Linked DNA regions of Podarcis muralis: region 2 is linked to region 1. Evidence: chromatin contacts called from public Hi-C data. All regions are on one chromosome and are shown on one strand. Each heading gives the region's core, a stretch centred on a gene start, on an enhancer-like site or on the middle of the called end of the contact. The rest is flanking DNA. Distances are from core to core; before and after follow the strand shown.

Region 1 (6,936 bases), core at 3,230-5,729:
GAATGGATTCACCTGGTGCCTGCTCCTGAGGATCCGGCACAGGTGCAGGCTCCTCAGAATCAAGGCCCTGCCCCAGTTCAGCCGGCCCTGGAGGCGGGGACTCCTGTGCAGGCTGGGATTCCTCCGGTTCACCCTCTAAATCGGATTCCCAGGCCATCACAGTACTATTGGCACAGAAATGGAAACAAGAAGAACTACCGACAAAAGAAGAATGGCAGATGAAATTAGTGGACTATGCAGAATTAGATAAGATGACAGGAAGGATTCGAAACCTGCTGGATCAGAGATTCTCAGAGGACTGGAGTAAATATGTCAATTATTTGAAAAGCAATTGTAATCAACAGATTACGCTAGTAGGATTGCAAGAAGTTTTGTAAGGAGGACTATGTGAAATATTGCAGAGGAAAGTATGAAAAGAATTATTAGTGAAGGATTATTTAATTGGATTAAAATTAATAGTGAAATTAATGAAATGCAGATTAAGTGATAAAGACTGAAAAATCTTCAGATGTGGTTGATGGAAGTCCAAAACATTGTATAAGATAAGAAAGTGATTTGTGGAAATTTTATGTAAAAATCAATAAAAATATCTATTTATATATAAAAAGGAAAGTTCGGTACTGCCTGCTTCTGCAAAACAAAATGGCAGTAGGCAAACATTTCCCATCAGCCACCTACTTCCTTTTGAAACATCAGCCTGCCTGACATAGTTATGCTAGGACCGGAGAGCAGAAGGGGAGGCACTCGCTGGCTTCTGTATTGGCCAGAGGACCTAAGGCCACCAGGAGGTTGCATTCCATGTTTCTGAGAAATGGCATCAAGAGTGAGTCTAACCTGGGCCCACTCATGGACCAGAGAAGGAGCAGCAGCAGGGTAGTTGAATCTCCCCTCCTTGTCTGAAAGAATACTGAGCTATGACTAACCTGTTGTCCCTGGACAGTGGATGCAAGAGGAATAATAGAATTTCAATATACTTCAAGACGTTCCTTTAATTCAAATACTTTCCCTGTGTTTGTGTGCGTTCTGAATACTATAAATTACACAACAGCTCTACACATGATTTTCTATACAGTGGTCCTGGCAACACTCCATTCCTGTTTCAAGATAAGAGGTGAGGAAATAATATTTTTATTTTGCAGCAACCTTCACCACTGGCTAAAACCATGCCTCTTCACCCTGGCTGCTGATTATTGTTCATTCCCTGAATTGTATTATATTTTAATTAAAGTTTTATTATGAATGTTGTTGCTTCAGTGTATAGGTTTGTACATTTCTTTCTCCTGTTTTGTTTTGTTTTGTATTGTTTAAAATGTATTGTGGGCTCCTCAGCGCATATGCTATTGGTGTGCAACAGCAACCCCTAGTGGACAAATTCACATTTCCTTGGAAATATCCATTGAAAACTGCTTTTCAACCTGGGAAGGAAAAAAGTCTTACAAACTAAAAAAGTATGAAGAATATTTATTTATTTGATAAATTTTACATACAGCTAGAGTGTAAAACACACACCCACACCCTCAAAGCAGTTTGCTAGACCATCCATGTATCCCTAGAGAAGCTACAGTGTGTCCCCTGAAGATTTTCAAATTATGTCCAATAATTTTTTTATTATTTAAACTGGCTTTTAGCAGCTGCTAATGGTTTTTGTTGCCTTTGTTTTTTGAGTGGGGAAACATTTTTTAAAAATTGTTCTCACTTTTTAAACACCAGGTCACTGCATCAATGTCCAGAACCTCTGAAGAAGATACTGAGGTTTAATATGCTGTGTCAACAATGGTGAACAGTTAATCAACCAAGCTTTCTATAATTGAGTGGCAGCTCTAGAAGTAAAATGTATCCCAAGCCCTTAAGTTGCATAAGACAAAACATTCCTGTGGGCCGTTGATATGGCCACTCAGCCAAGTTTTCCTTTGTGCTTCTGTTCAGATGGTTGTGTTGATCTCTCCCACGTTGATGTCTGCTGGCCACAGGGGCGTAGCAAGGGGGGTGCAGTAGGTGCAGTCCACCCCAGATGTCCCCACTGAGGGGGGTGACAAAATGCCAGGCGGCACTCACCATGGGGCCTGCAGTGCGCCAGAGCCACACATCTCTCCTGGGAGTGACGCAGTGGCTTGAGCAACCGCAGGCTCCACGCTATCCAAACAGTCCGCCTGTTGCCTCCCCCTCAGCTGTGGGGCGGCTGAGTGGGAGGAGACAGGCAGACACCTTGGAGGCCCTGCAGTGCCCCTGTGGCCGGCTGGTCCCACCCCTCGGCGCCCAGTCCACTTCCTCCGCCACTGGCTGGCCATGACCTCATTTGCACTGAAAGCCTTAAATCTGGCTGGGAAACTTTTTCAGTCTGAGTTCTCCATTCCTTTCTCAGGCCACACATCCGTGACAGGTGGCAAAAGTAGGTGCAGAGGCAAAAGTGGACAGAGCAACAAAAGTCAATTTTACCTTTGTCCAATAAGCTAGTTTATACATGCACACACTTTCCTCTAGCCTTCATCCTCTCAAGGAGGCATTGCCATTCCAAAGACACATGCCAGCTAGGCACTCAGGATGTGAAGCAGCAGTGTGGCTTGGGGAGAGTTCTGAGGGCCAGGTAGACAAGCCTGAAGGGCCTGCAGTGGTGGTGTAGTAAGCCAGTGTGGTGTAGTGGTTAAGAGTGGTAGACTCGTAATCTGGTGAACCGGGTTCGCTTCCCCGCTCCTCCACATGCAGCTGCTGGGTGACCTTGGGCCAGTCACACTTCTTTGAAGTCTCTCAGCCCCACTCACCTCACTGTATCTGAAGAAGTGTGCATGCACACGAAAGCTCATACCAAGAACTAACTTAGTTGGTCTTTAAGGTGCTACTGGAAGGATTTTTTTTGTTTTGACTATGGCAGACCAACACGGCTACCTATCTGTAACTCTTCTTCTGCAGTCCCCCTTCCCTGCCTTATATATTTCCAATGTTCCACAGGTCGAGGCCAAGATTTATACAAAGTCTGATAGTTGTTACTGGTCTCATTTGTTGCTATGCTCCATTTGTGGTTTGCATTTGTGCATATAAGCCAGCAGCTGGCAACAAAAACTTTCACTAAACCTCATGTCAAGAATTAAGTTTGTTTGGAGAAGATGCCTAAAATTTATAGAAAAACAATACTAACCGTGATTTTTTAAAAAGAGAACTAAGATAGAAAAGGTAGGATATAGCTGCACCCATTTCCTTTCTCACTGTACAGCAAAAAGGGAACAACACCACTGAAGCATTATGTGGATCAAATAATTGCCTGAGTATTATTATTCTCTCTGGATATATTTTTTTTAAAGAAAAGGAAATATTGTGCAGCTGGGGAAAAGTTTACTGGTATTGATTAGAAACATTTTAGTCAAGTGCTTACATAAAATCATCACGGATTTAGCATTGCTTGAAACAGGATACAGACAATGTATGGCTTGATAAGTGTGTTCATATGTTGCTGGCTGAACAATGCCTTTAATTGTATATAGGCTGAATAGCCAGATCCTGCTAATGTGGCCACATTCATTATCAATGAAGGGAAAAAATGGATCTAGGTTCATATGGAATTTACTTGGGAGTCTGGTGTTCCTTCTGCCAGCACATCTGGGTTTCCTAGATGGTTTTAATCACAGGGTGAATGCTACATGTGGAAGATAATTTATGAGGCTTTCAAAATAAATGCCAAAAAAAAAAGGAGCAAACCACAGAAATACATTCAGCTACCGCTTTCTTATAAAAGAGGAAGAATGGGAGAGGGAAGTTCAGCAGCCAGCTTCCAGAGTCGTGCGGTTTTGTCCCTGATTTGAGGATTTTGTCTGGGGGACTGGAAAGGTCATGGATCCTCCGGATCTGTGCCTTCACCTTCTGTCCCTGACAAGCCTCCAGTCTGCCCCCTCATTGGCCCTACTGATGTGAGAGCTCCGTCTGCAGGGCAAGGAAGGAGGCACCCGACGTCTCAGTTCTCTCTTCCAGGTCAGGCTCCTTTCTGCAGCTGGATTGCACCACTCCACACCGCAGGTGGGGAAGTGCGGTTTTGAATGCGCCTCATGTCTCGATCTGTCTCGTCTATCTATCTATCTAAAAGCCGTCCGCGAGCCGGAAAGTCAACTCAGCAGTTGTGGAGGAGCTTTAGCGAAGACTTTCGACTGCTAGCTTTCCATTTGCACATATTCACAAGAGGAACAGCAGTGCAATATATTCCAAAATACGGTCCGCCCCCTGATACCTGATACCAAAATACCTGCCTCCTGAAGCGGCGCACTCCATTCCACCAGCAAAGCACCGCCCCTAATCCCGCTTCATTCCGTTACCTGCACGCATACAGGTGCAGACCTCCCTCCCCCTTTCTAACAGTGGGCCTTTCCAGCAGGCATGCGCGGAGTGTGGGGCGCTGACGGCGAGAACTGCCAAGAAGTTCCAGCGCGAATCTTCCCCGTTGGCGGAGGAAGCGTTCGCGCTGGCCGCCGCCTCTAGGGGTCGCTGTGGGCTGGGGCGGCTGCTGCTGCGAAGGAGCGGCGACGGCGGAGACGTCGCGCGTCGGTTTCCGAGGAACGACGTCGCGAGTCCTCGGCGCGTTCCTCTCAGAGTCGGTTCCGTTGGAGGCCTTGCTTCTCCTCCGGGCCACGCCGCCGCCTTCCGGACTAGCCGAGGAGGGGGAGGAGCCGCGCCATGTCGGTGCCCCCGACAGGGTTCCCCCCGCCGCCCCTCGGCTCCGCCGGCGCCTCCTTCCCGGGAGGGCCCAGCGTGGGGCCCGCCAGCCTCAGAGCCTCGGGCGGTGTGGGTCTGTGTCAGAACGGTAAGGGAGCAGCGGGGCCGGCCGGGCCCAGGGCGGCGGAGAGGGGCTGAAGGGAGCGCGGGGCCTAGTGGGGGGGGATGAGGGGTGGGGTCGGCCCACTGTGCAGGGGGCGAAGGTGGGAAGTGGGGGGGGGGCAGCTGGGAGGGGCAAAGGCAGCTCCTGATGGGAAGGGGAGGCATGCCAGGCTGGCGGGAAGGGGTGGTGCATGGAGCCCCCTGGGGAGGTCCTTGGTTGGAGCAAGCGGGAGGTGAGGGGCGGGTTGTGGGGCAGAGAGAGGGAGGGAGGCTGACTTCGAGCGTGGAAATGTAAAAGGCTTTCAGGGTATCTTAACTTCTATGAGGGTTTCTTTGGTGGTGGGACTTGCGCCCTGCTTTTGGGATTCCCCGTCCCTGTGCACCCCAAAGTTAGGTTCTGCATCCTGTATTCAGCAGTCGCAGGGCGGTTGCTTTTGAAAAGGCAAGAGCACGAAGGCACGGCAGAAAACGGTATTGGAAGGCTTTGCTGGCTCGAGGCGTGCATTCATACGTACACGTTTATTTCATGGGATCTACACGCTGCTTGATTGTAACAAAACCTCAGAAGGGCCTTTGGGGCTGTAGAAGGGAAAACTGCCAAAATTTGCAATATGTACAATACGGAGAGGTTCCATTTAATTGTTGTTGCTAATAGCCATTGGTGGTGCTACCCTTTGACATTTTCTAATCTCCCTTTAAAGTCATCTAAGCTGGTGATCACTGACACATCTTTTGAAGTTAATTATGCTTGGGATAAAGACGTACAGTGGTACCTCGGGTTACATACGCTTCAGGTTACAGACGCTTCAGGTTACAGACTCCGCTAACCCAGAAATAGTACCTCGAGTTAAGAACTTTGCTTCAGAAACTTTGTTTTTTTTTTAAAGTGCTCCAATCCCTCAGTAATTTTTCTGAGACTTTCTTGCACCTTGCCCAGGTTTTTGGTGGCCTTCTTGACGCAGTACAGTCCGTGTTCCATATTGCATCTACACCATAAATTTATGGAAAGCCATGAAGATAATGGCTCTTATTTTTAATTTGTTTGCAAAACAAATCTCTGACATCACCTTTTTTGTGCTGTTCTGTTCTAAATGGACACATTCATTTTCTTTATTGTGTAGATCAGTATTCAAGATTTTGCCCCAATGTGTGATTGGCTTTATGTTTGTTTGCATTAGATCCCCCCCCCCAATTTTGTACATTCACCTAATTTGGAGATTTTGTTTTTGAGCCATCTGCTTGTTTTTAGCTTGAAGGTAACTTTTTCTTACTCTGGGATCTTGAATAGAGGGCTATAGTTGTCATACTGCGGTTTTTCAACAGCTTTTTTAAAGCTATTTCCCAATAAAGTGTGTTTTGAGCTAATGTAAACAAATGTTCTTATCGTCAAACATTCTTACGTCATACAACACAGTCACTGTCTCAGAGTCAACCAGAGTTAAACAGATCCATGGAGGAACATTAGGTGGTGAAGGAAACAGTGAGGGATTGCTGTTGCTTTCTACAGTTTGCATGCTTTGTAGAAGCAGCTGGATGACTTTTGTTGGAAACAGGTTGCTGAACTAGTTGAGTCTTTTCTCTGATTCAGCAGAGCAGTTACGTTACACAGAACATACCACAGATAGTCTGCTTTGCTCCTTTTGCTTGGGAGGCTTTTGTTTTGTGAAAGATTCTCAGGTTAGATTGTATCTCTTTTGAACAAGTATGCATTATCAAAATTGCATATGTCTTGGTATGTGTAGAATGAAGTTATTTGCTACAACAATGACAACAAAAACCATTTAGAGGGCTTAGTAAGATAGCTACAGATTTATATGGCAATCGAGCCCCCAGCCCCATTTTGGGCTGGGGAGATGGTGTGAATCTAGTGTCACTCCGCATGAGGGGAATTTCCTATTCTGCCCACTGAACACCCAGCCAGGGTGAGCAGCATGGCTGTGGATGATGTGGTTGACCCACTGCTCTATTAAGCCTCACTGCTGCCTGGCCAAGGTTTGGATTTCAGTGTAAATTTGTCAACGTTGCCAAAGATTTGTGGAGTTTTCTCAAAGCTTTAAATAAAGTATTTATGGCAAAAATACAAGTTTCTAAATACAGTTAAAATAACTTAAATGCTGCTGACAGTAATGTAAGTTTGTT
Region 2 (6,936 bases), core at 2,845-5,344, 150 kb after region 1:
TGGGATGCCAGATTTGAATTTCCACAACAATTCACACAAATGCATACCAGGAAATGGCTGGATGTTTTATATAGAAACAAAAAGCCCAGGGTTTTTTCCCCATTTACAGGGCGTTGTTTATTTTAAAGAGCCTGGAATGTCACTAAGCCAGTCTTTGAGCAGTGGACTCTGAGCAGAAAGAAAGCGAGACTCTCTGCTGCTTTTTGTGCATATGACTAGTAAATGCAGTGGAGGGAGAGTGATAAGGCATGACAGAAACAAAATACTCTGTGCTTTTGGAATGACAAATGTGCAACATTCTACAGGTAGGCCTAGAGTGTCAAGAGCTGTTATACGAGTCTAGGATTGTTCTGCCTGTGTATTTGGCTGCATATACATAACACACATTTAAATTATTATATTAAAATTATTCATTGTTTTTCTTTTTTACAAAAATAACTCAAAAGACACTTAACAACAGTAAATAACAATGGGCTATCCCTGGGGTGGGGGTAATAGGGGGTTAATGTGGTGGTGATTTGGTTGAAATCAGGTGCTCCAACTTTTGCAAGTGGAAGCACTATGTGCTAAGGCAAAGCCACAGTTGGAAAGCACCAAAACTGTGTAAGTATAACAGAATTACAGGCAGACATCAATGTCTGCACATGTCTGCACCCCACCCTTAAAGCTTGATCTTTCTCAGGATCAACAATCAATTCAGAAGAAGAAAATGAAACATATTACCTTGAGAGCTGCATCTTCCTCTGTTCATAAATCTGCTCTTTTTACGTTGACATTCCAAGCTCTTTAGCTGGCAGTAATTTAAAGTCCTCTTCTCAGTAGAACAAACCAAGGTTCCATTTTTGGGGCATTGGTAAGGTAGCTTACAGAAACAGGAGCCATCCACACACCTCTGCCATGGCTGGCAAAACACTTTCTCGCAAGAATTCTGAGTGTAGCCATTGTTTACACATTCTTCTATCAGATATGTATTGTCCTAAAAACAAATACTATTCAGTAACAGAAGTTGATTTGTTGTTTTCATACTTCCTTCAGATGCATGCTAAGCACATGAATAAAATAAAAACAAGCCTTAAAGTATTACCAATAAAACATGTTTCTTACAATGCCAACCATTAAAAAAAATAAAAATCCTTACCTTTTGTTGAAAAATTCCAAGTTGTAAGCATGAAATAAACACGAGAGCTGATAATGATTTCATGGTGAATAGTTTCTGTCCGTATTTAGAATATTTTCTTTCCCTAAAATTTCCCCCCAGTCTCAGACTTCTGCTCTGTGTTTAATTTTTAACCATTAGCAAATATTTAAAAAGATGGTTCTGAAATAACTACGAGAGCATCCATGTGCATGGATGGTTCTCAGCTCTCAGACAAGATCCTGCTTAAACCTCAGTTCAATGTTCACTGCAAAAACGATAAGAGAAGCAAACGGGTAAAAAGAGTGGTAGATCCCTGAAGGAATGTGCTCTCCTCTGCATAACTCTCACACAACTTTCTTAATACTTTCACTTATTTATGTAGCTGCTTTATAGTTGCCTGCTTCTCTGGAACAAAAGATAATGGATGATTTGCATATTTAACTGACAGGAGACTAAGATTTCAAGGTTGTGTTTGGCCAGTTGCTCAATGCCTTGGCAAACGGATAAAAAAAGTATTTGTGCACTAAGCTCTGGGAGTGCCAGTTTCCGGGAATGGCTAATCAACTAGCCCTTCAAAATCAACAAATAGTGGGGCTGTACAGTTCAAAAATCCTTCTATTTAATCATAGCAAGGGAAGGTGGTTTGTGTTTTAGTTTTTCTTCTTAGGAACAAACTCAGTCCATTGGTCCATCTAACACAGTGTTGTCTGCAGCCTGTAGCAGCAACCTCTTCACACAAGCCTTCCCACTAGGGGCCGCCTCCAACTTTAAGTTACAGTACACAGTTCCTGCCCCCTCCCTTCATCTGTACTGATACTTGGGGGACCACACCATAAAACAGTTGTAAGGGGAGTGGAGCAACAAATGCTCTTTGTCAGGGCTTTTTTTCAGCTGGAACTCACCAGAACTGAGTTCCTGCACCTGAAGACGGGCACCATTGCCGTTATAAGAGAACAAGGTTCATGGTGAGTTCCAGCACCTCTTTTTCTGGAGAAATAGCACCGAGCACATTAAGACATACAAGAAAATGGCTTACCTCCAGGAATTTTGTCATGGGCTTAGGGACCCTGGAGGCCTGCATGTCTACATTGTGTAACTTCTCTTGCTGTACGCCAATAGTTATTTGGAAAGAAAAGTTCTGTTTTGGCCATGCCTGCTTAGAAATAAGCACCACTCAGTTCAATAGGGATTAATCTCAAATCAGTGTGCAGAAGATTGGGCTTTGTGTGATTAAAATACACGTATTTCTTTCACTTTAAAAACACAGTAGCTGATTTCTCAGTAATTCTTATCACTGACGATTAGGAAAGAAGGAAGTAAACAGAAAATTAGCCCTACAGATATTTCCCATACATTGCCTGATTTAGTAATGTATGCAACTTATAAAAACTTTTCTGTTGTTTCCGTCTGTAGCAGGAACCCCCCCACCCCAATCATTCTGTTTGCACAAACTTCACACACACTCACACTCACACACTACATACGCCACATTTCTGTTATAAATTCATAGAAAATCAACCATACATCGGATTTGCACTGTTCCATTTTATTTACTATCAAAGGAGGGTGGCTTGGTTTCTGGTCAGCCATGATCCCTTCAGCATACCAGCACATCCACAGGGGCCCTGCCCAGTTGCTATGTCAGCCTTGATAATCCCAGACAGAAGACAATCAAAATGACAAAGAACTTGCATATGGTAGTGGATTCAGCACAGACTGAAACAAAGGACAATGATCAGATCTTCCCTCTGGGGGGCAGGAAACTGCAAACTCCCCTTTGTCACCTGGAAAGTACTCATGGGGAGGGGGAAAGGAGGAACCAGCCAGGTGACAGGACACTCAGGTTACCACCACAACTCCTCCCTCAACCCCTCCTTTCTGTAATGTATGCATGATGTTTCTGGGGGTGGGCTTGACCTAGAGGAGGGGAATTTCAAAAGTTTTTATAAGACCTGGCACACTATTTTTCTGGGTCTTTCCTCTCTCCTGCAAGTGAGGGGAACACCCTGATGCATCAGTTCAATAAAGGCCAAGCCTACAGGCTGCTGTTTTGCTCCAAGTTATCCTGGTTGGTGTCTTTGTTTTTGTCCAAGGGAGCCCTCAGATTTTTTCCGTTAACACGTCCAACAAATTCCCAGTAATCAAATGCAGTGTCATGGAAGCTTCTTAATAACTAGCATTCAAAACGCTAGTTTGGAGACAAATTTTGCATGCAAAATTCAAAATAAAGCGAATAGGCATGTTTAGATATTTGCATAAGAATGCCTACAGCTACAATAGACATTCTCATTCTTCTGTTATAATTTGATTTATTATATGATACATAAGGAAACACCAAAAGATTGAGGGAAAATTCAATCAATTTTTCCCCCTGGAACCTGATTCATAGATCTTTTGGACTACGACTCCTATCAGCCCCAACCGGCTCCGATCAAGGATACATATATACATTTTGTCCACAGCAGTTGACAAAAAACTTCACTTTGGAAGTTTCGCTTAAATTTTCGGGGGGATAGCAAGCGTCCCACCGTTGCAGAACCACAAACTTATTGCGACACCAGCTTCCATCAGGTGCATGCAAACAACACAGTAATGTGGAAACAAGCGAATTACGAAAACAGACACGGCGTTCATTTTTTTTCGCAATATGATTTATTACAAGGTGCGGCTTCTGCTGCCGCCAGTGACGTCCGAACTGTGCTAAATACTGCAAATTTTATAAAATAATGCAATTTTCTCTGTGTGTGCGTGTGTGGGTTTGTTTCTGCTGCACACGAACACACACTCCGTGAGATAATCCGTAAGGTAATAATATTCCACGAGACAACCTGCGCCCTGCGGAGCTCCGGGCGCCCGTCAATTCGCCTGCCTCGCTTCGCCGATGGGATCGCCGTTCCTCGGGGAAACAAAACATCTCTATGGTTGGCTACGCGTCGTAAAACGGAAGCGCGTGATTTTACGGCGGGCCTGCGATTGGGTGGATCGCCGGCAAGCGTGGAAGGAGGAGGAGGACCGCCGGAAGTGGCCTGCGCGCGTGAGTCCTTGGCGGAAGAGCAGTGCGTCCACGTGGGGAGGAAGAGCGGAGCGTGCCGCGCTTAGGTGGGAGATCCTGTTAGAGTCGGAAGGGACCCTGGGGGTCATCCAGCCCGACCCCCTGCAATGCTGCTTGCAGGGGCTTGCCTCGTCTTGCAGGCGCCTGGAGCCCGTGTGGGCTGGGAGGAGGAGGGGCGGGGGTCGTGGTTGCTGCTGCAGCCTTGCTGTGCTTCTTTGCAAAGCCCCGGGTTGGGCGCCTGCTTCTGAACCTCCCTTGAAGCTCCTGGCCGTTTATGGAGCGGGGCTGTGTTGGGAAATACGTGGCTCTTCGGTTGGGGTGTGGAACGCACTTACTTGCGAGTAAACCCCATTGAACTCGGTGAGGCTTACTCCTAAGGCGATGCGTGCTATTAAAACGACCCGCTTCCTCATATGTTGGTTTTTGCCGTTGATTATGAAGTCATACTGAATACAGTGGTACCTCAGGTTACAGACTCCGCTAACCCAGAAATATTACCTGGGATTAAGAACTTTGCTTCAGGATGAGAACAGAAATCGCGGCCGCAGCAGGAGGCCCCATTAGCTAAAGTGGTATCTCAGGTTAAGAACAGTTTCAGGATAAGAACAGACCTCCAGAACGAATTAAGTTCTTAACCTGAGGTACCATTGGTTTTTTTTGACAGGGGCAGGTTTTTGTCCCTACACCTGAAGCACTGTGGTTCGTTGTTATTTTTTAAAGAAACATCACGCATGTTGGAAGCACAAGATTCGGATCGCTCGTTGGGTTTTTCGAGGCTAGGCAGCATCACTGTGCACGTTTTGGGAAATGGTGTGAGAGAAGGAAGGGAGAAGATAAGCTTTTGAGGAAGGTAGCAGCATCAAAAGTTTGGGGTTTAGGCATTTTGCAATGCTTACACTGTAGAGTGGTCATTTCCCCACCCGTAATTGCCAGGAGCCTCAAGTACCTGGTTGGGGAGGGGCCCTGGTCCCTAGGGACTAAAAATAATTGGTGTTACATGGTGTTGGTTTCAAGGTTGCATAGTTGGGACAGTTCTCTGCCCACCATGGAACCTTAAAACTACAGTCATTGCAGCAGTCCTCTTGATATTATGGACTACAGTTTTCATCACTCCTGATCGTTGGCCTTGCAGGCTTGGTCTGATGGAAATCAATAGTTCAAAACTTCTAGAGGGCACCAGGTTGGGAAGGCTGGTTTAAGGGCTAAAGAGTAGTTCTTATATAATCGTTTAACAGTTTTCATTATATAAAAATGAATTTTTTACTATACTGAAGAGTAAATAACACTTCAGTATAAGTTTAGTGTAATATTTAAGTTGGAAGTGGCGTAAGGAAGATAGTGGTGGGTGAAGAAATAGCTGTTCCCCTTCTCCCTTTTTAAAAAATAAAAAACAGTCCTTGCTATATGTCCTTTCACAACACTGATACAATGCCTGTGATGATTTGAGTATTTAGGTAAGGTTTTGGTTCACTTTCATGGGCCAAATGCTAAAGTTGCATCATTTTAAAGAATTATGGTTCAAGCTAGAGGTTGCTTCACTCCTTGAATAGTACCTCATTTCTTAATTTCACCTTTTGTTGGAATAAAGTTGGGTTGTATAACAGAATTGAAATGTAGGGAGTCTTAGTTATTTACCAGGTGTCTTAGACCAGGGAGCAGCAAGGTTTACCTCACCTGGGCCGGTTCACTCCAGCGGAGATCCCTCTGTGGGCTGGATCACCCACGCCCACAATTTTCTGCATCTGCACAGACGCGATTTCTGGCCCCACGGAAGTGAGTCCCCACGCTGTGCTGCATGCAGGGACTCGAGTGGGCGGCTTGGTTTGGGGCTGGCTCATGGGACGATTAAATGACCCCTGTGGGCTGCTTGTGGTTGTCGACCCCTCTCTTAGACTCATGGTGGCCCTTGGCAGACTAATACCTTCCTACTCCCTCATTTAGCTCATGAATGTGGTAGACTTGCTGTCTAAAACTACAAGTACAGTGGTACCTCGGAAGTCAAATGGAATCCGTTCTGGAAGTCTGTTTAACTTCCAAAATGTTCGGAAATCAAGACACGGCTTCCGATTAGCTGTAGGAAGCTGCTGCAGCCAATTGGAGCCGCATTAGACATTCAGGTTCCAAAGAATGTTCACAAACCGGAGCACTCACTTCCGGGTTTGTGGCATTTGGGAGCCAAAACGTTCGAGTCACAAGGTGTTCATCAACCAAGGTACGACTATCTGTTTGATTCATAGACAGCAGTACCTCAGTTTTCGAGCGTCTCAGAAGCCGAACGTTTCAGATGACAAAAACCTGGAAGTAAATGCTTTTGTTTTCAAACACGCCTCAGAAGTGGAATGGCTTCCGCTGCGTGTTTTTCAGTTTTCTCCATTGAATTTGCAGCCAACCCCTTTGTGCCTCAGTTTTTGAACATTTCAGAAGACGGTCTTCCAGAACGGATTACGTTCGAGAACCAAGGTACCACTGTATTACAACTGCTGTGTGGAAGCCACAGGAACAGCTAAGGAATTAAATATATCTGTGCATCTAGTTTAAGGATGGTTGGTGCAACTGAAATGTGAAAAAAGAAAGTTTTTTATGGGAGAAAAAAATCTCTTGTTAAGAGGAATTTTATGAGGATTAAATGACTGTTTGATCTCAATAACCTAAAAAACCCAAACTCAAAACCTAACGTCTTATGTCTTCAAGGTAACTGATCTTTTGAAAAGTATTTTGGATGATGTAGATTAATATATGATAACGC

What was found. A called contact is a pair of places that touch in the nucleus more often than the background predicts.
Region 2: a contact with region 1 is called in a Hi-C map of blood, with 9 times the contacts expected there. The contact joins the promoter of GAR1 here to the promoter of SEC24B in region 1. A contact is called at or near these places in 2 of 3 Hi-C or Micro-C datasets (blood and tail).

The regions. Positions count from the first base shown.
Region 1 is chr9:24,814,346-24,821,281 of rPodMur119.hap1.1, forward strand. It overlaps SEC24B (SEC24 homolog B, COPII component), which reads left to right and starts at 4,480. Exons shown (of 23, transcript XM_028743262.2): 1 at 4,480-4,783. The coding sequence starts at 4,657.
Region 2 is chr9:24,963,648-24,970,583 of rPodMur119.hap1.1, forward strand. It overlaps GAR1 (GAR1 ribonucleoprotein), which reads left to right and starts at 4,095. Exons shown (of 7, transcript XM_028743565.2): 1 at 4,095-4,237. It overlaps CFI (complement factor I), which reads right to left and starts at 1,891. Exons shown (of 13, transcript XM_077933913.1): 1 at 1,139-1,891; 2 at 724-976. The coding sequence starts at 1,201.